Linked DNA regions of Rattus norvegicus: region 2 is linked to region 1. The links are chromatin contacts, called in public Hi-C maps. All regions are on one chromosome and are shown on one strand. The core of a region is the stretch at or near the end of the contact, and the rest is flanking DNA. Distances in the headings are between cores, read along the strand shown.

Region 1 (5,293 bases), core at 874-3,373:
GTTTTGTTCAAAGCTGAAGGGGGTGGAGTGGGGCTTGATTAGGGAAGGTCTGGGTTCAGTCCTGGACCCTAAGACAGAACTCATCCTAGGTAATTGAGGTGCTGGCTGCCACTTTTCCCTGGATGACCCAACCTTCAGTTATGCCCCTCCTGTTCCACTGAAGGCATCCTCTATTCTGGAGATGGTTGTATTGACAGCTGTACCCCATGAAACATCTGAAGCCCTTTCCCACCTCCCCTCAAAGATGATGACCTCATCCAGGGCTCACAGTCATCTGTTCCTAACTCTCTGTACTTGACCTGCAGATTGCCCAGCAGTCTCTGATGGACCCTCGGCCTGCATGGCCCTTTCTCCTAAGAAGCATCCTGTGTGCTAAGCCCAAGCTTGAGAGACATCCTCCCACAGAGTGTGACCAAACTGTAGAGGGCATCTCAGGAGGGTTTAGGTGATGAGCAGATAGATTGTCTTGGCTTTCCCACTGCTTTCCAAGTCAACTTGGCTCTGTATTGTCATTTTGAAGAAATCGAGGCCCAGGGAAAGTTTTTGACCAAAGGATGCAGGAAGAGCTGAGAGCAGAGGCTGGAGCGGCCTCCGGACATCTTAAGTTCGGAGTCCATTTGCTCAGTTTGAGGGAGGTGCAAAAGTTGACAATGAGCTACTGTTCAGTGAGTGTCAACCGTGTGGCAGAGCACGTGCCACCCAGACGTGTATGTAAGTCATCTCCTTAGCAGCTCTGACGAGTCTCATTAGCCCCCAACAAAATGTAAATGACACAATAGGAAGACAGGCATAAATCAAAATTCCTCAAGTAATGTAAAAGAAGATAAACTGAAAGTGAAAGCCTTCCACTTCACTCTTTCTCCCAAAATACCATTTATAGCTTTCATTTTCATGGCCGAGTATGTACCTGACAAATGTTAGTATCGTTTTATGAGTGGGAAAAGGAAGGCTCTCAAGCTAACAAAATGTGGCTACCTGCATCCCATCCCATTGCTCTCTGTGAGCTAATAAAGCGAAGGTGAACCGTGTGAGTGAAACATTGATATAAAAAAAAAAATACAAGATGAGAGAGTCGATATCATTTTCCTTTCCTTCTTTTCTATTTCTCCTTTTTAAGAGCCAACATTGCTGCGTATTTTCAGAAGCTGAGACCGTATTAATAATTATCTGTAGTGACTGTATTCTTCCTTGGCCTTGGTGTAATTGTATAAACTGTTCTCCTCCAAGCCTCATGACCAAGGCCCTGAGGCTGCCTCCACCCTGTGGTAGGCCAGAGCTGGGGAATACCTGTTAAGCTGTGGATTTCCCTGATGATCCCTTAGACTTGTTGGGAGATTTCAATGAGAGACAAGGAAACTATGTAAATTTAAATTCTCGCTCTATAAATGTAATTGCTACTTTTCAAAGATGTCTTTAGGACCCTCTATGCAGTTAGAACAATGGAGAATTAGGGTTTTTTTTTTTTTTTCTTGAAAGGAAGGGGAGGTGTCTCTCTTAGAACTGGCTATTTTGCCCAGACTGGTCTCAGATTCAGAGATCTGCGTGTCTCCACCTCCTGAGTGCTGAAGTTAAAGGTTGAGCCACCACACCCAGCAAATCTGGGGACTTTGCAAAAGGCTATGCTTTTGGGGATTGATGGCTACAAGGTGAAAGGGGATGCTCATTGATCAGTGGGAACAGGAGTGCTGGGCCTTTCACATGGGAAGACTGTAGCATGTGCGAAGTAGATTTCTTCCTCCTGAAGACTGGTTGATTAGGACACAGAGAGATACAGGTACACTGTATGGAGGAGGGTGACCAAGAGTAGCAGTGGTGTGCCCTGAAAGATGCTTCGGCCTGCTCCTTTGGTAAGTATTTACTACCAAAAGCTAGTCATAGACTTTTGGGAGCACACACCTGTACGAGGCTAACAGCTTCCAAAGTGCAATTATTTAATTTATTACATTTCTTTTGTGAATAGGAAGGGTGGCTTTGTGCCTTTTCTCACGTGATGCTCACTTTGTCTTGATTTAAAAAGAAGAAAACAACAACGATTTCGTTTTGCAACTTTCTTTAGGGGACTGATGAGGAGAAATGAAAGTCCACTGGCAGGGTCTCCTTGGCTTAGCAGGGGCACAGCCATGGGAAGGGGCCGCTAACCCTTCCTGCTAATGCCTGCAGCATGCACACAAGACTGTCTGGCCTCTAGGAAGAAAGGAAAAGAGATGACGGGGCCTGGGGAGTAAGCCCGTTCCAAGAAGAAACTGTGAGTAGAGAAAAATCAAGTTTCTTAAGCTCAGCAAGGCTTCAGAGCTTGTCTAGAGGCTCTGAAGGACACCAGGACAAAGGCTACTGCGCCCCCTGGTGTTGGACTCAGATCAGATTCCAGAGAGCTGTGTGGAGACCAGCAGCCAGGAGCTTCCTAAAGGAACCACAGAAAAGTTTCTTCTGTTTGCTAAGCACATTGAGTAGAATTCGCCCTTACTTTCTCAATTCTGTAGTCTAAGTAGATACCCTCTGCTCTAGAGAGAGCTGTGTGTACCGCCGGCTACTTTGTTTTATTTGGTTTTCTTTGCATAAAATTTAGTCTAGCGGGACAAAGACCGCTTAAAAGCGACCCTGTTTTGGGGGGAGTGCAGCAGTCTGCAAACAACTCTGCATTGTGGGTGATGTTCTGGTTTGAGGGGAGTCGTTTGAAACTTCACAACCCCTTGTTCCTCCTCTTAAAAGCAGATAGTTTTGAATAGGATGTTTTAAGGGCTCCCTTAAGCTCCAGTGTTGAATAAGTGGTACACTGAGCCATCTTTTCTCAGAGCCTTGCAAAAGGGATTTGTTAATTTCTTTGCAGGTGCAGGCCCATTTCAGCATCCAAAGTTTCCTGATTCTGAGCGAAGATTTTTAAAAGTGCAAAATGTATCTCTTTTCAGCACAGAAGCCCCTCACCCTCCAGTCTCAAGTAAAAACCCAGCTAGGAAGCTGGAGAGTGAGCACAGCTCAGTCGCTGCTATTTCTTTTAAAAATAAAGTACTAAGTGTTGTGCTGGAAATTCTGCTCAGTGTCTCGTGTGGTAGGTGTGAATACATGCTTTAATTGTTCCAGGCACTAGACCAAAAACTTCCCCAGAATTAGCAGGGTTTTCAGCTATAATCTGGCTAACATTTTTCTGCAAATAGGTATGAAGACCAGACTGAATTGCCATCGAAATTTACAGCCATTCCTCATCTAGTCAGGTGATCAGCCCCGGGGAAGAATTATGGCGCCACTGAGAGTTTTCCACTCCTCAAACCTGTATGTCTTGTCTCTAACGTGAGCAGTCGGTTATGCCTCGGGCAGCTTCTTCCCTCTGCACTGCTGCTCCACTGTTATCTCTGTGCAATGGGCACAGTTTCTTACTAGCATCACTACTAGGGATCTCATGAGTGCCCCAGAAAGAATATTTGAGCAGCTACTTTAGTGCTGTAGCTGTGGCAAACGTATGCAGCCGTTGTCCCAAATGACAGTGTCTGGAGGAGCTGGTCTCCCTCTGAGAGAGGTGAGCCTGGAAGGGCAGCACACAGATGAGATGCCCTGTGATAACTGACTCCTGCCTCACAAAGGGGAAGACCCTGAGTAAGAAGGGTTTACCAGATGGCTAATGCAGTGGTTGGGAGCACCATGACCCCCATTGAAGGAAACAACTCTGTTACGGGCTAAAGTGCATGATTCCAAAATTCCTATGTTACAGTTCTAATCCCTCGGACCTCAGAACGTGGTTGCATTCAGAGATAGGTTCATTGTTTAAAAAACAATATCCATTTATTACTTGTTTATTTATTGTGTTTATGTACTAGAGTTGGCTTCCACTTTTTGGGTTCCAGGGATCGTATTTCGAGGATCCATCGAGGTGCTTGGCAGCGAGCACCTTTACCTGCTGAGTCATCAGCCCCAGGAGACAGGTTCTTTAGAAACACAATTATGTCTCAGTGACGTAAGCCTTAATTAATCTAAGGTGACCAACGTGGACCGGATAAGATGTTGACAGAGACATGTACAGAGCTAGACCATATAAAAACACAAGGACAAGGGACCAGATATGAACCAAGGAAAGATCCTCAGAAGAAACCAACCCTGCTGATAACCCTGGTCTCAGACTTGAGACTCAGACTGTGAGGTGATAGATTGCCTTTGTTTGAACCACTAGATTTTGTGGCATTTGATTATGGCGGTCCCATCAAACTAATGCAAGCTACTCTTTGGCAGGAGCCAATTATGTGCAGCCGTGGAGATACAGATCCCATGTCAACACATTTTCCAGTGTGAGAGTCTTTTATTTTTGAATTTTGGGAGGAGGACTGGCTTTACGGGTGTGCGACATGAGCAATCCCACAAGATCCGTTACTTAGAAGTGAGTGGTCCATGTTTGTCTTGATGTCCTGCTCTCTCCATCTTCAAATTCTTAATTCCCAACAGGGGTCTTGCCTTTTCATATGTGACTAGGCCTCTGGACATTATGGAACTAGTCTAGTGACAAATGATATGAAATATAAGTGATGTGTGTATTAAGATTATGGGAGCCCAAATCAAACATGGCTAGGGGCTACAGTGACCTTGGGATATTGCACTGAATTTTTTGTTCTAACTGCATTAAGATTTTCCATCCCTGATAACCACTGGGAAAGAGTTTATAGAACCCAGAAGTTTGTCAGAGATGGAAGGAAAGCCACCAGATATGATTCTCTTAGATGAATTAATGTGGCCCAGGCTGGATTTTTTTGTTGTTGTTGTTGTTTGTTCATTTGTTTGTTGTTGTTTTTAGAGCTCAGCCTTAAGAACCTCACAAGTATCGTTTCAGTATTTTTTAATTAATTTTTACTCTCTGTGTGTAGGGTGTGCACACCCATGCCTGTGTGCACGCATGTGTGTATGTCAATCTCTCTTCATCTTACTTTTTGAGACACTGTGTCTCATACTACATAGGGAGCCCATCAACAGTCTGCAATGGCTGCCCAGGGAAGTCTGGAGATCCTTCTGTCTCCACCCTTACCCCTAGCACTAAGATCACAAACACATCAGCACAGGAGACCTTTATATAGGTATTGGGGATCCGAATTAGGCTCCTGTGCTTTCCTGGCAAGTACCAACTGAAGTTTCCTCGCAGAGCCTCAGTGAGACTCGGGTATGAGTGGAACATAATGGTTTAAAAGTGATATGTTTGTGTGTCAAGCTGACAAAGGGTTATGGTGAGCCCTAATTGTCAACTTGACATAAACTGTAATCACACAGGAATACACTTTCAATAAGGGATTGTGTACACTGGGTTGGTACAAGTCTGTAG
Region 2 (5,293 bases), core at 1,344-3,843, 73 kb after region 1:
CAATCTATGGGGATTTATCTCTATCTTTCCAGTTAGAGGAGAAAATGTGAAGAACTTTGGTTTACTCGAAGAGTACATGGCAGGCATGTCCTTTCTTCTCTCTCTCTCTCTCTCTCTCTCTCTCTCTCTCTCTCTCTCTCTCTCCACCTCTATTCAACTCTCTGCTTACCCCACTGTCTGAGTAAATGCTTTGAAGAAGTTGGCTGACAGAATACAGGAGTGGTCCAGTCTTTGAGCAGTCCCACCTCCTCCAGAACTGTAACTTGGGAACAATTTAAACTCAGCTTAAAGGGAAACAGAGCCTCCTGTTCACAGCTTGAGAGTGTTTGCGATCATGCCACAGATCCTCCTCTAGACTGCATGCTTGTCCCTTCTACGAGCAGAGCCTCTCTATAAGCAATGGGTCCTGTATTCTCCCAAGGATTTTCCTGTTCCTATGAGATGACGTGGTTTGTTCGATTATAGCAGCCCACCCACATGTCCAATTCGTCCTACAGACACTGAGCTCATTGAAAGCCTGTCTTTATTATTACGGTATAATGATACTTCCTACAGTGTGCACGGAGTGTATGGATCAAACCAGATACTTCTTGATTCCTTAAAAGCAGAAAAAAGGAACCATGCCTTGAATCCCAGCACTTGAGAGGTGAAGTTCTGTGAATATGAGGCCAGCCTGGTCTATAAAAAGGTTCTGGGGCAGCCAGAGCTACACAGAAACCCCGTCTCAAAGACAAAAAGGGAAGATGCTGCCCCGTGTGCGCCTCTGCCATGTCCTAGGCACTCAAAAGTATCCCCAGACATTAAGACAGCCCCTGAAGATGCAAATTGTTCCTGCTGCACAATGATGCCAAGAGTCCTTCAGGTCACACTGCATGAGAGCCAAGCTGAGACTGCAAGAGGGGACCAAGTCTCTTTCCTTCCTGTGCTCGTCACCCAAGAGCCAGAGCACGTGTTATCCAGTAGTTATCTCTGTAAAGACTGTTTCTCAGTCTTTTGGGCTCTTGGTAATAAAAGGAAGATTGCTCTAGGCTCCCAACTGGGGTTAAGTGGTTGTGCATATCTTTATCATTCTTGTGACCTGCTTTGTTTTTTTCACACTCTTTTACTGAATTGTGCCATATGAATTTTGTTTCTTTCGTTAGGGCAAAGATGTTACCTATTTCATCCAGTCGTCTAGCCTCTTTACTTGCCATTGTGCCTAGCATATTGTAATGGTGATAATTATAATAATTATAAGCCGTCGAGAAGGTCAACAGCTATGGGTGCTTGCTGAGCAAGCCTGACAACTTGGTTTGACCCCTGGAACCCACATAAAGGTGGAAAGAGAGAACTGACTCCACAAAATGCTTGTCTGACTTCCATAGCCACGCCATGGTGTGAGTGCCCAGGAATACACCATTCACACACACAATAATTTCAAAACCTAAAATCCAAGTTCTAGTAATGAGGGTAATAACAACCAAGGTGAGAATTTGCCTCCACACTGTCCTCTGTGCTGTTGTTCTATTAGCTCGGGCTGTCTACCCGTCCCCTCTGTAGGGTGTATTTGTCAGTTACATGGTGTACGTGGACAAAGAGACACAAGAAGAGACCAAATTATCTGCCTGTGATGGGTGCCCAGCTTGTAGTTTAAATAGAGGTGTCTGCCTGGGAGCTCAAATGTTTAGCAACTAGACAGCACCATGCTCCTTACTTTAGATAGCGTGGTAACTTTGGTGTTACCATCACTCTAGGAACTGGATTCATTGGAAGCAGACACTGCAGACTAGACAGAGGAGACTACGTTTCTCTAGTGCCCTGAGGGTGCTCCTAGCACAGCAAATAACGCACAAGTGTGCGAACTTGGTATTCGAGAAAGAGAAAGGTAAGGCTGTGCACCCAGGTGGAAAAAACCGAGGAGAGCACGGGACACGTGTAGCAGCTGACAGAAGTGCAGGATTCCAAAGAAACAGAAGCACTGTGTCTCAAGGAAATCTGGGGGTAGATTCTTTAGTGCAGTCTTGTCTCTGAGTAAGACTGGGCTATGGAAAGATCCAGACTTGACTCTGGTTTGGCAGGCAGTTAGTGAGGCTATGGTTGTTACGGCCTCTGCCTGTCTTTGGAATTCCTGGGGAAAGAAGAAAGCATAAATGGCTAGACCCAAGCTTGAAGGCAGCTGCAGCCAAAAATTCTGGTCAAAATTCCTCCTGGTTTGGATTTGGGGATCCGTGTGTTCACGAAATGACAAAGAGGAAAAGAGGAGGCAAGGGATGCAGCGACATAGAAATGGGAACAGGAGAATGTGAGAGGGGCTCCCAGCTGTCTGATTTGTGTGGTGTGATCCCTGACATGGCTCCGGCTCGGCGGGATTTATGTGGCTTCATTAATCACACTTTCTTTTGAAATGGTATTTTCTGCCTTGGAGCCTTTGAACATTGACATCCAAACACAATATATTCCTTTAAAATCACCTCTGGATAAAGACAACCTGTGGAGGTAATTTCCCCAGCTCCTAGGTGGGGTCTGTTTGGTTCTTAGATCTTGATGTAATGTGTGAAATTGGCCCCTCCCTGCCCAGACAGAAAGGAGTTCCTTGTCTCTGATCCACAACAAGCAGTGCCATCTAGTGGCAGTCTGCTTTTATCCTGGATAATGAGAAAAGGGCCTTCCAGCTCAGCAAGCGTTCCCAGGACTTGGAAAAAGCACCTACTTTTGCCATGCGGTTACACGACAGAGACAAGAGTGTCATAGAACTGCCACCAATCAAAGTCACTGAGTCCAGGGTAAGCCTTTTGTCGATGGGTTGTCAGCTTTTGAGGTCTGGGAAGTCCACACAAACCACACAGAACAGAGTTTCTTGGGAGGGGGAGGAGGGCAAGAGGGAGCATTCTTCCCAACTACATTTCGTCTTGTCTAACTTTAAAACTGCTCCTTGTTTGCTGATGAGCAAACCATAAAGAGGTCGTGTCTGAAGCCAAGCAGTGGAAGTAGCAGAGATGGGGCTAACCCAGGTCTCTCTACGCGTGCTTTCTGAATCTGCTTCTGTTGGAATTTCCCTTCCTGGAGGCCAACACCCCCAAATCTCCCACAGACTGTCAGCAACTGAATTATCAGTCCCACCTTAGAAGAACTGGGGGCCCTGTTAGGGTTTTTAGACTATGGTTCCCGTGGCTGAGATGCTGAGGGAGAAGTGGCCCAGGCTTTACTTCTCATTGCCCTTATCCTTGAGATTGAAGCACAACAGTTTGCTAGCCTTTTGCAAAGCCAACTGCTTCTCCTGGGGCGCCACACCTTAGGGCATCCTCGGGGCACCTGAGAAACAACCTTCTTGCTTCAGCACTGCTCCTTAAAAGTGAACTCTAGCTCGTCAGATCCTGTCTTAACAAATCATTTCCTATGGATCGGTGAGCTTTCATTGTGGAAAAATAAGTTTAAAATATAGTCTTCGTAACTGGAGAATAGAGAGTGGCTGAAAACAAGAAACTACATTTTTTTTAAAAGAAAAGTAGCTGATTTACTCGGGGTTGTTCAGAGTGTGACTTGGTCAGACAAATAAATGGAGATTTTCTTTGTTTCTGAAAGTTGACTGAAGTAGAAACAAAAATGTCATCCAGGGCTATAAAGCCTCTTCAGTGCAAGGCATCAACCATGGGCCCCAATGAAATAGCTCTGCTCCATTGTACGGCAGAAAGCAAGAGAGGAAGAATGTCTGGTTACAGCTGGCGGTAATGAAGTGAGGGTATGCAGCTCTGGATCTTTAACTGGTAGGTAACCGTATCGTGTTGTTTGAACAACCTTTAACAGACCACACAGACAGGCCAATGTGAGGGACATGAAGGTCTAGGTTACAGAGCAAATGAATATATATTTGGTCACAACTACTGGCCAAAGACACAGAAAATAAGAGAGTGCAGGATATTCAGCCCTCTAGTTATCATATCTTACACGTCCCTCTCCAAGGCCCAGGAATCATTGAGGAAGAAGGGCCGGAAAGAGTGTAGGAGTCAGAGGCAGTGGATGCTACAAGGACACATCAGGACAGCCGCACATTTAGACTTGCTGAGGTTGTGACGTCACACATAAGACCTCGGCCAGTCCAAGACACATTGAATGCCAGCACAGAGAGGTGAGTTAGGCATGAAATCCCACCCCTAGTCAAGAAGCTATTGGCAAGTCAGGGTTCTCCAAGAATATAACCCCCGATAAGACAACCACACTGTTCCAGCAAAGGTCACACATCTAAGAATAACTTGATATGTTAAAAAAAAACCAAAAAAGGCACATAGTTGGACGAACAGAGAAACAGGCTAGCTCTTGGAAGAGTAGAGGGTGGTAAATATGATTGCAGAACTAATAAAACATTTTCTAAAAGTCAGATTCACTGAAATCAAACAAAATAATCTCTTGCCATTGTAGTTGAGCCTCTTGAATATAGTAAAGAATGTCATTAATCTTAAAACTACAGAAAAAGAATGCCATTAATTAATAAAAACCATAGCCTTTGAAGTTACTGCTTCATGGTCATGGATTCAAGTCTCAAGCATTTCGTCAATGTTAAAAATTCATTTTCCATGAAATGACCTGTAGCTGACCTTTCAGAGAGGTGATTTTTAAAGCCTATATCACAATTACCTGTTTGTTCACTAGCAAACACTGCCTTTTTTTAAATGAAATATGAACTGTCCCTGGATGATGAAATATAGATATATAAACTTGAAGATAATAATGGGATCTGTTTTATATTTATAAAGTGCTTCCATAAAGTTAAAACAGGTAGTGTCTTCATGTTATTGTAATTAAAAACAAGAATTCATTTCCTCTCATAACTTGGGCTTTAATTTATTCTGGAAGCGAATTTGACATAAAATTGTTTTTAAGAATGAAAACTTGACACATTTTCACAACAGCAAGAAGGAACGCTAACGTCAACAAGCCGTTGATGAAAGCAACCATTGATTTCCATGGTGTTCCGTCATGGAAACCACATGAAGAGGCGAAAGCTGGGATTGCAAACGTGGGTTCAGATGCCGTCTCTCTGGGGATGCTGATTTGGGCTGCCCTTGGTTTTGGAGTGTACAGTGTCATGTTTTTTAAATTTCCGAAATCTGTGGTGAGGAGGCTTTTTCCAAGCAGAAGCTCAGTCTGGTTGTTCTACCAATAGGGGCCAGATGGTGCCTGAGGGCACTAAGTGATCTTAGAAGGATATGGGTAATGTTTCCATTGTGGCCCCACTAAGTGCTAGTGTTTACTCTCTCTCTCTCTCTCTCTCTCTCTCTCTCTCTCTATATATATATATATATATATATATATATAT

What was found. A called contact is a pair of places that touch in the nucleus more often than the background predicts.
Region 2: a contact with region 1 is called in a Hi-C map of mammary epithelial cells, with 4 times the contacts expected there. The contact joins two enhancer-like sites. A contact is called at or near these places in 6 of 12 Hi-C or Micro-C datasets (the A7r5 cell line, the Rat2 cell line, Schwann cells and 3 more).

What each region holds. Positions count from the first base shown.
Region 1 is chr5:102,052,753-102,058,045 of GRCr8, forward strand. The region is part of intron 1 of LOC100910558 (a long non-coding RNA gene); the gene reads left to right. Among named protein-coding and RNA genes, the nearest start is that of Nfib, 35 kb to the left of the region's middle. Within about 2 kb of position 2,124, at least 15 of the 93 cell types and tissues checked have an H3K27ac peak or open chromatin away from gene starts, as enhancers often do.
Region 2 is chr5:102,125,203-102,130,495 of GRCr8, forward strand. No RefSeq gene overlaps it. Among named protein-coding and RNA genes, the nearest start is that of Trnah-gug10, 5.4 kb to the right of the region's middle. Within about 2 kb of position 2,594, at least 8 of the 93 cell types and tissues checked have an H3K27ac peak or open chromatin away from gene starts, as enhancers often do.